Linked DNA regions of Mus musculus: region 1 is linked to region 2. The links are chromatin contacts, called in public HiChIP or PLAC-seq maps. All regions are on one chromosome and are shown on one strand. Each heading gives the region's core, a stretch centred on a gene start, on an enhancer-like site or on the middle of the called end of the contact. The rest is flanking DNA. Distances are from core to core; before and after follow the strand shown.

Region 1 (6,579 bases), core at 2,650-5,149, 630 kb before region 2:
CTCCACACTTCAAAGAACACAGTGGCAGTCCAGCAGGGAGACAACACACCACCATCACGTGCCATTATCATCATGGAAGTCAGCCATGTGAGGACTCTGTTCTGTAAACACTTTTTTTCACCGGTGAGCACCTGCTTGATGGCTAAACATAGGAGTGCTCACTGGCTTCTTAACTACCGCTTCTGGTATAGATCTGGCCCCTCTTCGGGTCTCACACCCCTCTCAGTCCTCTCAGACCATTGATCCACACCACCTGCCCCTGGGTACTTAACATATACTTTTGTTTTAGGGGAAAAAAAAAACAACTTTATAAATAACACTTTTGTCCTTTCTCTTCTGCCAGTAGAACTAAAGTTGATCTCTTTCTATATGAGTACAAACTTCTCTCTCTCTCTCTCTCTCTCTCTCTCTCTCTCTCTCTCTCTCTGCTGAGCTACACCACCAATCCCAACTACTACTACTTCTTTGCCTTCACCAGCAATAACAATTTCACAAGAAGAACTTAAACTTTTTTTTTCTTCTGCGTGTAAGAATCACACTGAAGAACGATCCATTATTCATCCCTTCCTAGAATAAACCCGCATGGCCTAGGACTCCCTACATAATAAGTAGCAAGCCGGAAGCTGCATCCCTTTAGAGTGACGGCTTGTCTTTTATCAAGGCTACACCTCACATCCAGAAGATGCACTGTAGGTATCAGTGGGGCATCTACTGACAGGAAATATGTAAAGCACATAAGGAAAGCGACGGTGAGAGTCTGTCGGGCAAAGCTTTAGCAAACTCAGCAATCTTACAAATATTCCCCAGACTTGGAGTAATTCTGCAGTCTGCCACATAAAACAGGAAAGGCAGTGAAAATGGAAACTTTGAAAGATGTTTTTTCCTTTGAGTGCGCAGGAGCAGATCTTTACCTGACACAAAATCAAACCGCTGCCAGAGCTCATAGTCTCAAAAGCTCCTTGTAGCCCTAATTACTTTGTGATTTCCAGCTGCTGTGAAAAGGTGAGGGCTTTGCTTGCTGCCTTCTGGTGACTATTAATGGTTGACAAGAACTACTGGAGAGAAATCCCAGGATGAGTGAATTGTGGCAAGCACTCCACAAAGGAAAGAAAGAACAACACACTTGGAAATCCAACTTTGTCCTGTGTAGACAGCAGATACTGTGGTGGAATGTAGCTGCTGCCTCAGTAGCCTAAATTAAAATTTCAAAGAATGACGTCAAGGAGCAGAATCGAGGGGGTTCCTCCAGGTTCAGGATGTATGCAGATCTGCATCAATTCCAGAGAGAAACACAATATGCAGTTCTCACATAAAATACTCAAAAATACATGTTTATCAACAGAAAAACTCTCCTTATCCCAGGGTCACCACGAGTCTGTGCACAGGTATGAGGACTATGTCTGACTTAAACAGACTGAAGGTTCATGCTTCATTATCTTCAAACACATACACAGTCATCGTAACAGATGTGGCAATTTTAAGTCAGCTTCAAAGACATTCTTGAGAGAAAATCCAACAACCTTCATGAATGTTTGATAGCTTATTTTTTAATATTGATGTAATCCGTGTTACTCCCAGTGCCAAGAGCTATAGTGCATGTTGGGGATGCTGCTAGGTGTCTTTGATAAAAGTCCTGTGACATTACACAATCCAAATAATATACAAAAATATGGAAATAGTGTATCTCCCCAGGTGACACTTTAACAGACACCCAGCTGTTTCAGATGGCCTATCATTTAATACTTCCTGGCCAGGTCAGAATTCCTGCCGCTCCTTGGAAAGCAGCCAGGGTAAACTTACAGCCACTGACAAGTCCTCCACAAACAGGAAAGCAACATCATCAGCTTTAAATATGCCCACAGAGCTACAAAGGCTGAGACGGAGGGTCCAAGTTCAGCAGATTTCAGGACTTCAAAGGACTTACAGCTGCCAACAGACGGCTATGCAGGCAGCCAGGGGCAGGCTTGGCTTTGCACAAATATTTACCCAGATTTGCAACTCAACCACAAAGCTAATAGTCCCAAGCATATCTATCACCAGAGGTCCGGGACAGGGCACTACAGCACTCCACAGCACACAGGGGGAGAACCAGAAAGGTCACTGTTTTTGTACTTGTCTTGATGATGAGAGAGGGCCTAGCAAACTCTGAGACTTAAGAGTTTAGTTTTGGAAACTCTCTTGCCAGCCAGCTCGGTACACTACCATCACTTAGGTCAGAAGGAGGAAAAGAGTGTGTGTGTGTGTGTGTGTGTGTGTGTGTGTGTGTGTAGACAGACAGATGGACACAGAGAGAGACAGACAAACAGACGGACACACACACACACACACACACACACACAAAGGGAGCAGACAAAAGCCAAGCATATCCTGACCACACTTTGGCAGTGGGTGCACTGGAGTGGCTAAGCAGCTGCCATCACCATCCAGTGAGTGTGGGAAAAGTTCTATGTCCACGCATGTGCAGGGAAACATGGTATCCAGAGACTGCACAGACACCTGCTCATCTCCCTTCCACAGAATTAGGCAAATGGCAAAAATTAATGCAGTAACACTTCCCACATATTCTTTCTTTTGGTCTGAGGAAAGAAGGAACCTTATTCCCAGCATCTTTCCCTTAATACTGAGCACCCATTGTCCCTTGAGTCTCCTTCCTAAGAGGGAATCAAGCCAGCTGTTTCTCTGCCATCCAAGGCATTACCTACTGAGCCAAAAGTGGCTACACACAGGGAGGACAGAAAGAGAATCTGGGCATGGTGGTATAAGGTTATAACCGTAGCACTTGGGAAAATGAGGCAGGAGGTCCAACCGTTACCCAAAATAAATACAGACAAACAGAGCAGGAACTGAAGATGTCCGGAGAGCCACCACAGTGATGCTCCCTATCCTCGGTAACCACTGGGACTACCAGCCTAGTCCTCAAGGGACCTGGAAGTTCTCCTCAGCCAACCCAATGTGACAACAGTCTTCAAGATGCCAATAAAGCCCCCTAGCACAGATGACTCCCAAGTCCTTCTCAGCACACAGCTGCTCTGCAAAACCAAAGTGCCGTTTCGTTCTCCTGAAGTAGAACTGGGACACCTGTGCGGTTCCAAGGCTAACACAAAGCTCTCACCTAGGACCTGAGACACCATGAAGCAACCACTGTGCTGTGCAGAGCCACCCCATTCCCAGGAGAGTGGATCTCAGCATTAAGTCACACTGAGCAAGTACTGGGGGCCTCACCTGAGGCTGGCTGTACATAGGTCTAACAGTGCATACTGAGGTGAGGCCCAGCTTTTAGTGAAGATGTGCCATGTTCATTTCCTTGGGTCCTTCACGTTCTGTATGGAGAAGCACAGGGCAAAGCCACTAACTGGCCGCCTCCCTCATGCAGGCATCTCGGGTTTTCCTCAGAAAACCCATTATCCCTGATATTCTTCCCAACCTTCCCTTGCCGGTTTCCCACTTCTCAGTGCAGTTGTGCAATTGAAACAGATTTTTAGGCCTGGTCAGTATCCTTGAAGGAACAGGCAAAACCAAGGCAGAGAAATTTCCAGCAGACACCCCCACGATAACCTACACTTCCCACACTGCTCACAGAAGCTGTGCGATGGCCTCACTCAAATGGAGCAAGGAGAAGATGCACCTGTGTGTGCTCACAGGCTCCCAAACAGCATCAAATGAACAGACATATTCTGGGGAAAGGGAATCAGTCAGTCCAGGCCTAAGTACAGCCATGTACAGTGATTAGTCAAACTCCTCAATCAAACAGAGGAGCTTGTACAAATTCGCAAGCAGACTTGTCAGGAAACTGTTTAAAAGTTGTCAGCTAAAGAAAGTGGTGCTGGTGGGGTGCAGATGTGACGGCTAAAGACTTGCCAGAGTGGCAGAACTCAGAGTTCTGAGAGAGGATAATGAGGGAAAAATGTTCCGAGTGTGGGGGCAGACCTGCTGAAAAAGAAAGACTGTGTTTCATAAGATCCAACAACAGATGAGTCCCAGTAGCTTCCACCCCAATACCCAATAATGACTTCCTCAATTCCCCAGAGATTAGTAATCATCACCAGAAAGAACTGAACTCCTTCTTTGTTTAGACAAAACCCCTCCTTAGGAACTAGCAGTTTCTACAATGAACTCTGGAAACAGCATAGCATCAATGGCCTAGCCATGATCAAGAGCTGACATTCTTTAAAGAAAGAGGAAGGTACTGAGATTGGGCTATGGAAATGCACAGAGGTTAGGCTGACCCACAGGACCCTGAGAAAGCCACAGTGTGTCCACAACATTTGGTCAAAAAGCAGATTTTGCCACCTCTGACCCTGATGACTATCAGATGAAACTTCAGGGCAAAAATAAGATTCCAGGAAGAGACAGTGCAGTGCATGGTGCGCAGACATGAACACTAGTCATGGGGGGATGCTCATACGCTGAGCCCCAGTAACACAAGACATGAGCCCACAAGACAATCTGTAGGCATATATTTTTCTCAACCAACTTTAATAAGGGTTCAACCTCCACTCTAGCCCACCACCCACCAGAGGCAGTAGAAGAGAAAGGTTATTAGGGTACGGGGAAGCAGACCTGTTTAGAAATAGTTCTTTGGGGGAGATTTCAATCTTTGCTGTTCTTAGCCCAGTCCACTAGCAAACACCAAGCATGAATCAGCAGCTGCAGACCAGTCTACTTGGCAGACACCACACACAAATCAGCAAGGGCAGTTCAATCCAGAAGAAACCACAAGGTTTGACAACTGGCCCAAGTCCACGGAAATATCAAGAAGCCACAGGAACCTCACAAGAAGTTCTTTGGTGAGTGTTTCTCTCTGTGAAGTTACCATAGGCAGAGCTCAGCAATGCAATGCGAGATAAACCAATACATGCATGTCAGCAATGCTAGTAAGACAGACAGAGCAAAGCAAACCAATGTTTGAGCTCTCACTGACTATGGGGTCATATTTATATTCTTTCTAAACATCGCACATTCTTTTTTTTGTGTTTTGTTTTGTTTTGTTTTTCGAGACAGGGTTTCTCTGACTAGCCCTGGATGTCCTGGAACTCACTTTGTAGACCAGGCTGGCCTCGAACTCAGAAATCCACCTGCCTCTGCCTCCTGAGTGCTGGGATTAAAGGCGTGCGTCACCACACCCAGCTAACATCGCACTTTCATTCACATGTCTGCTATAGCAAAACATCCTTTCACCTGTGTGCCCCAGCAAAACATCATTTGGCATAACTGACTTTCCAAAGAAACCAGACGTTTCCACCTCACAGTCCGCATCTTGTCTTTATTAAGTGGTTTAATGTGAAACTGACAGCCTTATAGGAAATACGGGTATGATGGCATGGTTCTAATGAGATGAGGTGAAGGAAAACACACCTGGGGCCGGTAAAATTGTGAAGGAAATTAAAAAAAAAAAAAACAGTTCAAAGAACTATCAGAGAACCCTACTGTTCACTTCCTGAAAAGGATCTTCAAAGAAAAGAAAGTGAGAATTAAAGACAACTAATATAAGTAAAGTAACAGTCTCCCCTCGAAGCAACACGGAGTGATAGGAATGATTGGCGTTCACATGTGACCTGAGAGGTGGACACAGAGCTAAGCTAAATGACCCAAACTTTGCCATTCAGGATGCAAGAAGCCCCCTACCTTTCCATGGGAAAGCACCCATGAATCTACAGCAACGCATAGCTGTTTAAATGATTGACAAGATAGCTTCACGGGTCAGCAGAATGCCTATGGTGCTAATATTAGTGAAGTTCAGGCCAGACCCAATCACATCTGTCTACTTCCTATTAGACTACTTCCTTGATGCCGCTGAATCTATTCACTTATCAGACTCAAAACTTTGGGCTCGACCACCATAAGCTCTTCCCAAGCTGCTAGTTAACATGAGGGCACTGATCTGCCACACAGGCACACAGCACACATTTCCACACCCTGCCTACTTAGAAACCAAATTTCCCCTCAGGTCTGAGATGGCCATACAATCCCCTTAGGGATAGAGACAGCCCCAGGTCAGATCCTCAGAACATTCTGACCCTTAGCTTTTCCTTCCAAAATTATAATCTGACCCTGACTATTCACATCTGCTTACAGTTTCCCCTATGTACCCCTGCTGGAAAAAAAAAAAAGTGAATTAAGCATTTAATGCCTTTGCTTCTTTCCTGTTACGTGACAAACACTTCTTCTGAACCCAAAACTCCACTGACCCTCTGTTGAGCTCAGTAAAAACTTTATCAATGCAGTCAGTCTTCAGGATCTATGGGGGACTGATCCCAGGATCCCACAGGTACCACCACCTAGGTAGCTGCTCAAATTGCTGGTGTCAAGATGGTGCAAACTTTTCACAGAATTTATCCACACAAACTCTGCCATGCACTGTATTGGTGGTGCTGGGAGTCATGCCAGGCAAGCATTGACTCCTCCTGCACCCATTATATCCGGTCTACATTACATAATACCTAACAGAACCATTAAAATGTGATGGGTACAGCTGCCATGTTACATTGTTTAAGTAAGAACAAAGAGACAGAAAGGTCTGTATACTTTTTAAAAATGCAATTTTTAGGGTTTGTTTTCATTTTTTTATTTACTTTTCCA
Region 2 (6,873 bases), core at 86-2,585:
GTCTGGTAAGTAGTACTTGAGGAGGAACAAAAGCCAGCACCAGTCCTCTGGTCTGCTCACTTACAGGCATGAACACACACTCACAGGTGAACTCACGTTCACACCCAGTTCATGAACACACACACACACACACACACACACACACACACACCACACCATATCCGGAATCCTCACTTATAAAAGATTCCTGTAGCATACATGAGTAAGTTAGTGTGAAGGCCACCTTGGGATAAAATTATAAGCACAGCACTACAGTTACAGGAGCTTGCTGTGCCTGGCATTGCTTCCATCAGTGTATAGATCATGAAGCAGGTCAATAACTCTCACTGCCCATCCCCAGATTCTCCCTAACTCCACAGAGCTTAAGGCAGCCAAGCTCTGGGAGCTGAAAGGTGAGGCAGGACACTGGTGCTGGAGACATGGACACTGATCAAGGGCCCCTCTGTTCTGTTATTGCAAAAGTGCCAATCACTGGTCCTATTTCACTGGACAACAAAGGGTGATACCTTGTTGCTGGGGTCGACCAGTTAGCCTGGGAGGAAGGCGGTGTTGAGGGGACTTTGCCAATGTGTCAATAGAATAAGCAGGGTGATAGGGTGACTGTGTCATCTCCACTTGACTTTTCACATGCCCAAGGGCGCGGGTCACCAGCCTGGTGATTGACAGCTCATCTTTTTTCAAGGAATAACTTACAGACATCATCAAGGGCAACTGCTGAAGGAGAAATCAGAAGCATATAGTCCCGGGATTCCGCCAAGGTCTCTGCTGATGTTTTTACAGTTTACTAACCTGTTTTTTAAGTGATTTATTAGCATATGTGTATGCATTTACGATGTGTGCCTGTGGAGGTCAGCTCTCCTTGAACTGTGCGTTCCAGAGGTTGAACTCTAGCCCTCGAGTTTACACAGCAGAGTCATCCCGCTAGCCTCAGGAACGCTTTACACTTATTGCTATATTTTTCTTTTATTTCACTGAGACAAGATCTCACGTAGCTCAGGCTAGCCTCACACTGGGAAATAACTTGAATTTCCGATCCTCCTGCCTCCACCTTCCTAGTGCTGGGGTTACAGGTGTAATCAATCAAATCAGGGTTGATTCTTATTACGACTGGGTCTGAGGTTAGGTCTCCATTCTCCTTTTGCACACGGAGAGATTTCCAAATCTCCAGGGAGTGTCAAGTCACCCGGACACCCAGTTCTCCCGTGGCTCCAGCCCCAATCTGGCAGACAGCTCTGTGTCTTTTTTTTTTTTTTTTTGGAGTGTGTGTCATTCAGTGCCTGTACCAGAGCCATGACTCAGCATATGAGTGGCCGCCTTTCCCCCAGTGTGACATGTCACCCAAATTTCAATGCCTCAGCATGCATCCTGCCCTGTGGCTGATCAACGAGGCAGCCAGAGAAGGAAACTAGAGTGAATTCTCTGTTTCTGAGTCAGAGCGGGAGTTCTGCCAGCCTAGCCGGAACATGCCACACTCACCCTTACACCTTGCACAATCCTCAGAGGATTGAAACTGTTTTATTCATTTTCAGCCCCATCCCTTCCCTCACCTCAGCCCTCAAGGAAAGAGGGCAGAACTACAGATCTATTTTTACCTACTAGACCTTGAATGGGGTCGTTGCAGGGCCTCAACATGGTTAAAGTGGAACATTTGTGTCCACGGAGTTTGACTTGCTGCTGTTGAGAGTCTGCGTTGCACATTAAGACTCTGACCACATAGCGGCTGGGTGGTCCCTGCTCAACCCATTGTCATGGAGACAGTGAAGGTTTTAGGGGCTGGATTTTTGAGCCCTACTTTCCTGATCTGGAGTTGGGAGGACAAGACAGCTCTTTTTAGGGGCTGGGAGGACAGTTAAGTTGGTAAAGTGCTAGCATAAGGACTGAGGTGATATATTTAGGACCCCATGAGGCAGTACGTCCTATAAGCCCAGCTCTGGGAAGATGGAAATAGGAGATCATTGGGGCTAACTGACCAGCCTGTCCAGCTGAATTATGAGCTCCAGATTCAGTGAGAGACCCTATCCCCAAAATATATAATAATAATGTCAATAACAATAGTTGTAATAATAATAATAATAATAAGAAGAAGAAGAAGAAGAAGAGGAAGAAGAAGAGGAAGAAGAGGAGGAGGAGGAGGAGGAGGAGGAGGAGGAGGACAAAGAAGAAGAAGAAGAAGAAGAAGAAGAAGAAGAAGAAGAAGAAGAAGAAGAAGAAGAAGAAGAAGAAGAAGAAGGTGGAAAGCTGTGAAGAGATGCACAGCATCAGTCTCTGGTTTCTATGCAAGTGTGAACACACACACACATAGGAAACAGAGCCAGGGTTATATTGGCCTAGGAATTTATTCATGTAAAAGAAGTCCCAGAGTCATTATTATGGGGAGCAAGGTGGTGGTGGCGGAGGGGAGGAAGCTCTGAGTTACACATAGTGACCAGTGTGGGGTGCCATTTGTTATGCTGGGCTTTGCCTCCTGACTGCTTTGTTCCCAGAAATAACAACTCTGAGACTAATTATTTATTAATAAATGATTAGCCATAGCCTCGGCTCTGCCCCATGACCAGCTCATATCTCAATAATCCAGTTTATTCTATGTTCTTCTACTGGTTACCTACTACTCTGCAGGTTCATTGTCTTCCTCTCTGTCTAAGAGAATGAATCTCTTGCCTCTGACTCTGTCCCATAATTCTCTACCCTCCTCTCTCCTGGAACTCCCACCTCCCATTTCCGGCCACAGCTCATTGGCTAAGGGCTTTTTTTTTTTTTTTTCTGACAGGTGAATGCTTTTTTTTTTTTTTTAAGATTTATTTATTATATGTAAGTACACTGTAGCTGTCTTCAGACACTCCAGAAGAGGGCGTTAGATCTTGTTACAGATGGTTGTGAGCCACCATGTGGTTGCTGGGATTTGAACTCCAGACCTTTGGAAAAGCAGTCGGGTGTTCTTAGCCACTGAGCCATCTCACCAGCCCAGGTGAATGCTTTTAAACAGTGCACAAGAGTCTCCATACAGAGGGAATTCAGTATTAATCATTGGGAAATTATCAATGCATTTATATATTCTTTAGCTCAATTTAGGATTTTAAAGATATAATCTGGTATCTTTCATACATCTACTAATTATGAGCTGGGCCAGGTAGCACAGACCTACGATCCCCAAGACTCAGGAAGCTGAGGCAGGAGACTCAAAAGTTTAAGACCAGCCTGGGAAACTCAAGGCACTGTCTCAAAAAAACTTTATAAATACATATTTAAACGGGACTGGGACTTTCTAAATGGGGCCGACAGCTGGGGTGTGATGCACCTTTGACTTCTATTTCTCTGAACCCCAAAGGGAGCTTTCAAGCATGCAGTTCCCTGAAGCAGTCCAGGAGGGGAGCTGAGCTGTCTCCGAAAATGTGAAGCTCCAGCAGACCTCAAGCAGGGTCACAAGGCCTCAAGATAACACAGCTTCTTTTCTGTCATCCTCTTGTTCTTTCTTTGAGCAGTAACATCAGGAAACAAGCTCATGAGACTGGCTTTGGTTCATGTCAGGCCAAAGTGTGGGGCAGCAGCTTAGCTGTGGTCAGTTTGCCCCAGGCTAGGCACCAAAGTCAAGACTATAGAGCATGCGAGTCCAGCAAGATGCCTGTCCCCTCCAGCAGGCAGCAATCAGGGACAAGCTTACACTGTTATGAAAATATGAGAGGCAGACTTCCTCCTAACTAAGGTTCCAATGTGTGGGTGTGTGCGTGCTTTTGTGTGTGTGTATACATACATATATATGTGTGTGTGTGTGTGTGTGTGTGTGGTTTGTGAGTATGTGTTTGTGTGTACGTATGTGTGTGTGTGTTTGTGTGGTGTGTGTGTTTTTTTCTGTGTGCATTTTTGTGTATGTGGTGTGGTGTATATGTATGTATGTGTGTGTGGTATATGTGTGATATGTGGTGTGTATGAATGTGTGTTTGCTTGTGTGTGTTTGTGTATGTATGTGTTTGTGTGTATAGTATGGTGTATCTGTGTGGTGTGTGTGTGTATGTGTGGGGTATGTGGTGTGTATGTATGTATGAGGTGTGTGTGTGTGTGTGTGTGTGTGTGTGTGTGTGTGTGTGTGTGTGGTATGTGCACAAACATGATAAGGGACTTAGGCAAGCACCTCATTGACTGAGCCATGTTCCCAGATCCAGGTACAATGTCCCTATTAAACCAGCGCAAGCTCAGACCACCAGCCGCTTGGTTCAGGACACACCAGGAAGCCAGTTTCCAGCTAGGCCTTGCCCCATTTTCAATCCCAAGTAGGATTTCTACCCCACAAGGCAGTGTAATTGGCCCCAACATCTGAGAATCTTTCTTCCCAAGCCTGTGAGTTCCAATGCTTCTGTTCTCTGAAGACTCAAGGAGCCCAGCAGGGAAGGGAAGGGGGGTGGCTTGGCTAGAAATGCTCTCAGCTACTGCCAGTGGCTCCCCTGGTGGAGATGATTCACGGGGTGCTGATAGTTCCTGAATGTAGAGGCAGCTTCCTCAAATGAGTCTGCAGCTACTAGGGAAGCGGTAGGGAAAGGTCTTCAGAGCCCTGTTTAGTGGACAGTGGAGGGAGGAAGGGTGGGTGAAGGAATGTGGAGAGTCCTGGAGGGCTGCCACTAGCCAGAGCTGGTGACAAAATAATCTATCAGTCTTCTACAGGGAGCCAAATATGGTGCTAGGGCCCCGCAGGTGATAAACAATGGCCTCATTGTGGCTTGACCAGAAGAGACCTTGCAGATGAATGTTGGGATAGCCTGGTGTCAATCCGTGTGGTCTTCACTGCCTTCCTCCACAGCACTATCCCCTAGAAAGGCCATCTCACCCCAAAGTACCCCAGTCCACCTCTGTCCTTACTGAGCCCATGTGTACTTTCTCCTTGATATGCTCAAAACACAAAGGGGAAACTGAGGCCCATGTCCCTGTTTACCATCTGGCCGCAGCCCAGGCGGCTTACCTGGGTCTGGCATGAAGTGATCCCACGTTACTGGCTTTTCCTGACCCTCCCAGCTTCTCTCACATGTCGTTCCCCTCTTGGTGGCCCTGAGAACAACTACCATCATGGGATATGGTCAGGTCTGGGTTTTGTACAAGTGGTCAAAGTAAATATTATTAAAAGCTGGGGTTTAGTCATCCTGGGCTAGAGGTGGTAGCAGCTTAGAGAAGGTCCTTAAGGCTAACTCCTTGTCAAGGACAGCTTGGCAAGACAGGCGACACACAGAAAAGTCAGAGAGGGGACGTAATGTTCTCTAATGCACAGCCAGAGAGAAGGTGTAGCCAGCAAGGGCAACAGGGATAGGAATAGGTGGTGGTACCCTCCTGCACACCAGCACTGAGCACTGACCCCATGGACAAAGGGGACTTTTGTCTTTTTATTTCCATTTGTTAACTGGGACTTCCTATCATCTATCTATCATTTATCTGTCTGTCTGTCTATTATCTATCATCTATCTATGTATCTATGTAGCTATCTGTCTATCCATCTAGCTGTCTGTCTATAATCTATCTACTTGTTTATTTATTCTTTAAGGGGTGGAGTTGAAGATTGAATCCAAAACCTTATATATGCTAGGCTAATTAATCTTCTCTTACCACCCCCACCCCCCTTTTAAAATTTCAGACAAAATCTTGCTAAATTGACCCAGCTGGCTTTGAACTCATTTTATAGCCCAGACTACCTTGCCACTTTGAAGCCCAGGCTGCCCTTGAACTCATTTTGTAGCCCAGGCTACCTTTGAACTCACTCTGCTGCTCAGACAAGCCTTTATCTTTTGATCCTCTTGTCCCAGTCTCTCAAGTACCCAGGATAACAGCCTGTGCCACCACACCCAGTATGGGACTTTTCTTAACAATGAGATTAGAGCCCTTGTTCTATATTACCACATTAAAAATTATCATAGGAGAAGGAGGTGCCAGACCCTGGAGAGGAGTGAGACCCACAGGACTGGGTTTCTAATCCTAGTGGTACCTAGTGGCACCCTGCACCAGCCAAGAGATGCTGGCTTAGTTGGAGAGCAGACACAATGAACATGTAACCATATATACTGAGTATGAGTAAGGAGTGACCCCAACGGCTTAGCAAGGGCTTTGAGAATCAGAAATTGCCCATGGAGGTCCTTCAATAAATTGTAACTAGCCTTAAAAGCAAACATGGCTACCTCTGAATGTTACAATCAATGTTACAATGTAAGCTATGTGCTTTGAAATTTGCCTTGGTTCCCCCACCCCCTGACTGCCCTCACCACTGCCCCTGCCCCAAACATTTCATGGTTCAAGGCCCTTTCCAATAAGCTGTGGCTTTAAAAATGCAAATCATGCCTGCAGAAGAAGAAAAGCTTTCCCAGGAAGTCAGAGGGCAATGCTGTTCTGATTAGGCCAACTCAGCCTGGACTCCAGGGCACAGAGGCTCCAAGAGCCCCAGCGGCTGCCATACAAAAAAATGGCTGCTTCAGAGTGTGCGTATAAACTGGACGGCGAAGTTTCACTACTACGCTCACCCTCCATCAGTCTCTGCAGTGCCAGCAGCCTGTGACTATGCCAATGTGCGGAGCTGGCGTTTCTTTGGAAGTTTCCAGCTCTTCATGGGGTTTCTGAAGGCAAAGTGGTAGCCATATTGGGTGTGCAGGGAGTATGGCCGCCACATGCTCTCCCACCCTTAGAGCACATTATTGGACTCTTCCCAGTTTGCTCTCTTTGGTTACTAAGTAAACAAGACAGGGGGCTGTATGCATTCTGGTCCTATTATCCAGGATAGAAACCCTCAGAAGAGAAATAAATACAGGTGTAGCCACTGGCCTAAGTATGGAGGGCTAATGTAATGGGTAGTATAATCCTGGTGGGCCCAAACTATGAGACCCCAATAAGAATGATAAAAAGATGTGC

What was found. HiChIP or PLAC-seq counts read pairs in DNA pulled down with a chosen protein or histone mark.
Region 1: a contact with region 2 is called in a FOXA1 HiChIP or PLAC-seq map of pancreatic cancer cells. The contact joins two enhancer-like sites. A contact is called at or near these places in 1 of 115 datasets of contacts at active chromatin or transcription factors (pancreatic cancer cells) and 1 of 9 other capture datasets (pancreatic islet).

The regions. Positions count from the first base shown.
Region 1 is chr8:127,179,556-127,186,134 of GRCm38.p6, reverse strand. All of the region lies in intron 2 of Pard3 (par-3 family cell polarity regulator), which reads right to left. Among named protein-coding and RNA genes, the nearest start is that of Pard3, 120 kb to the right of the region's middle. Within about 2 kb of position 3,899, at least 15 of the 459 cell types and tissues checked have an H3K27ac peak or open chromatin away from gene starts, as enhancers often do. A contact at or near this core is called in pancreatic cancer cells, where this site is marked.
Region 2 is chr8:126,545,678-126,552,550 of GRCm38.p6, reverse strand. No RefSeq gene overlaps it. Among named protein-coding and RNA genes, the nearest start is that of Gm39286, 23 kb to the left of the region's middle. Within about 2 kb of position 1,335, at least 122 of the 459 cell types and tissues checked have an H3K27ac peak or open chromatin away from gene starts, as enhancers often do. A contact at or near this core is called in pancreatic cancer cells, where this site is marked.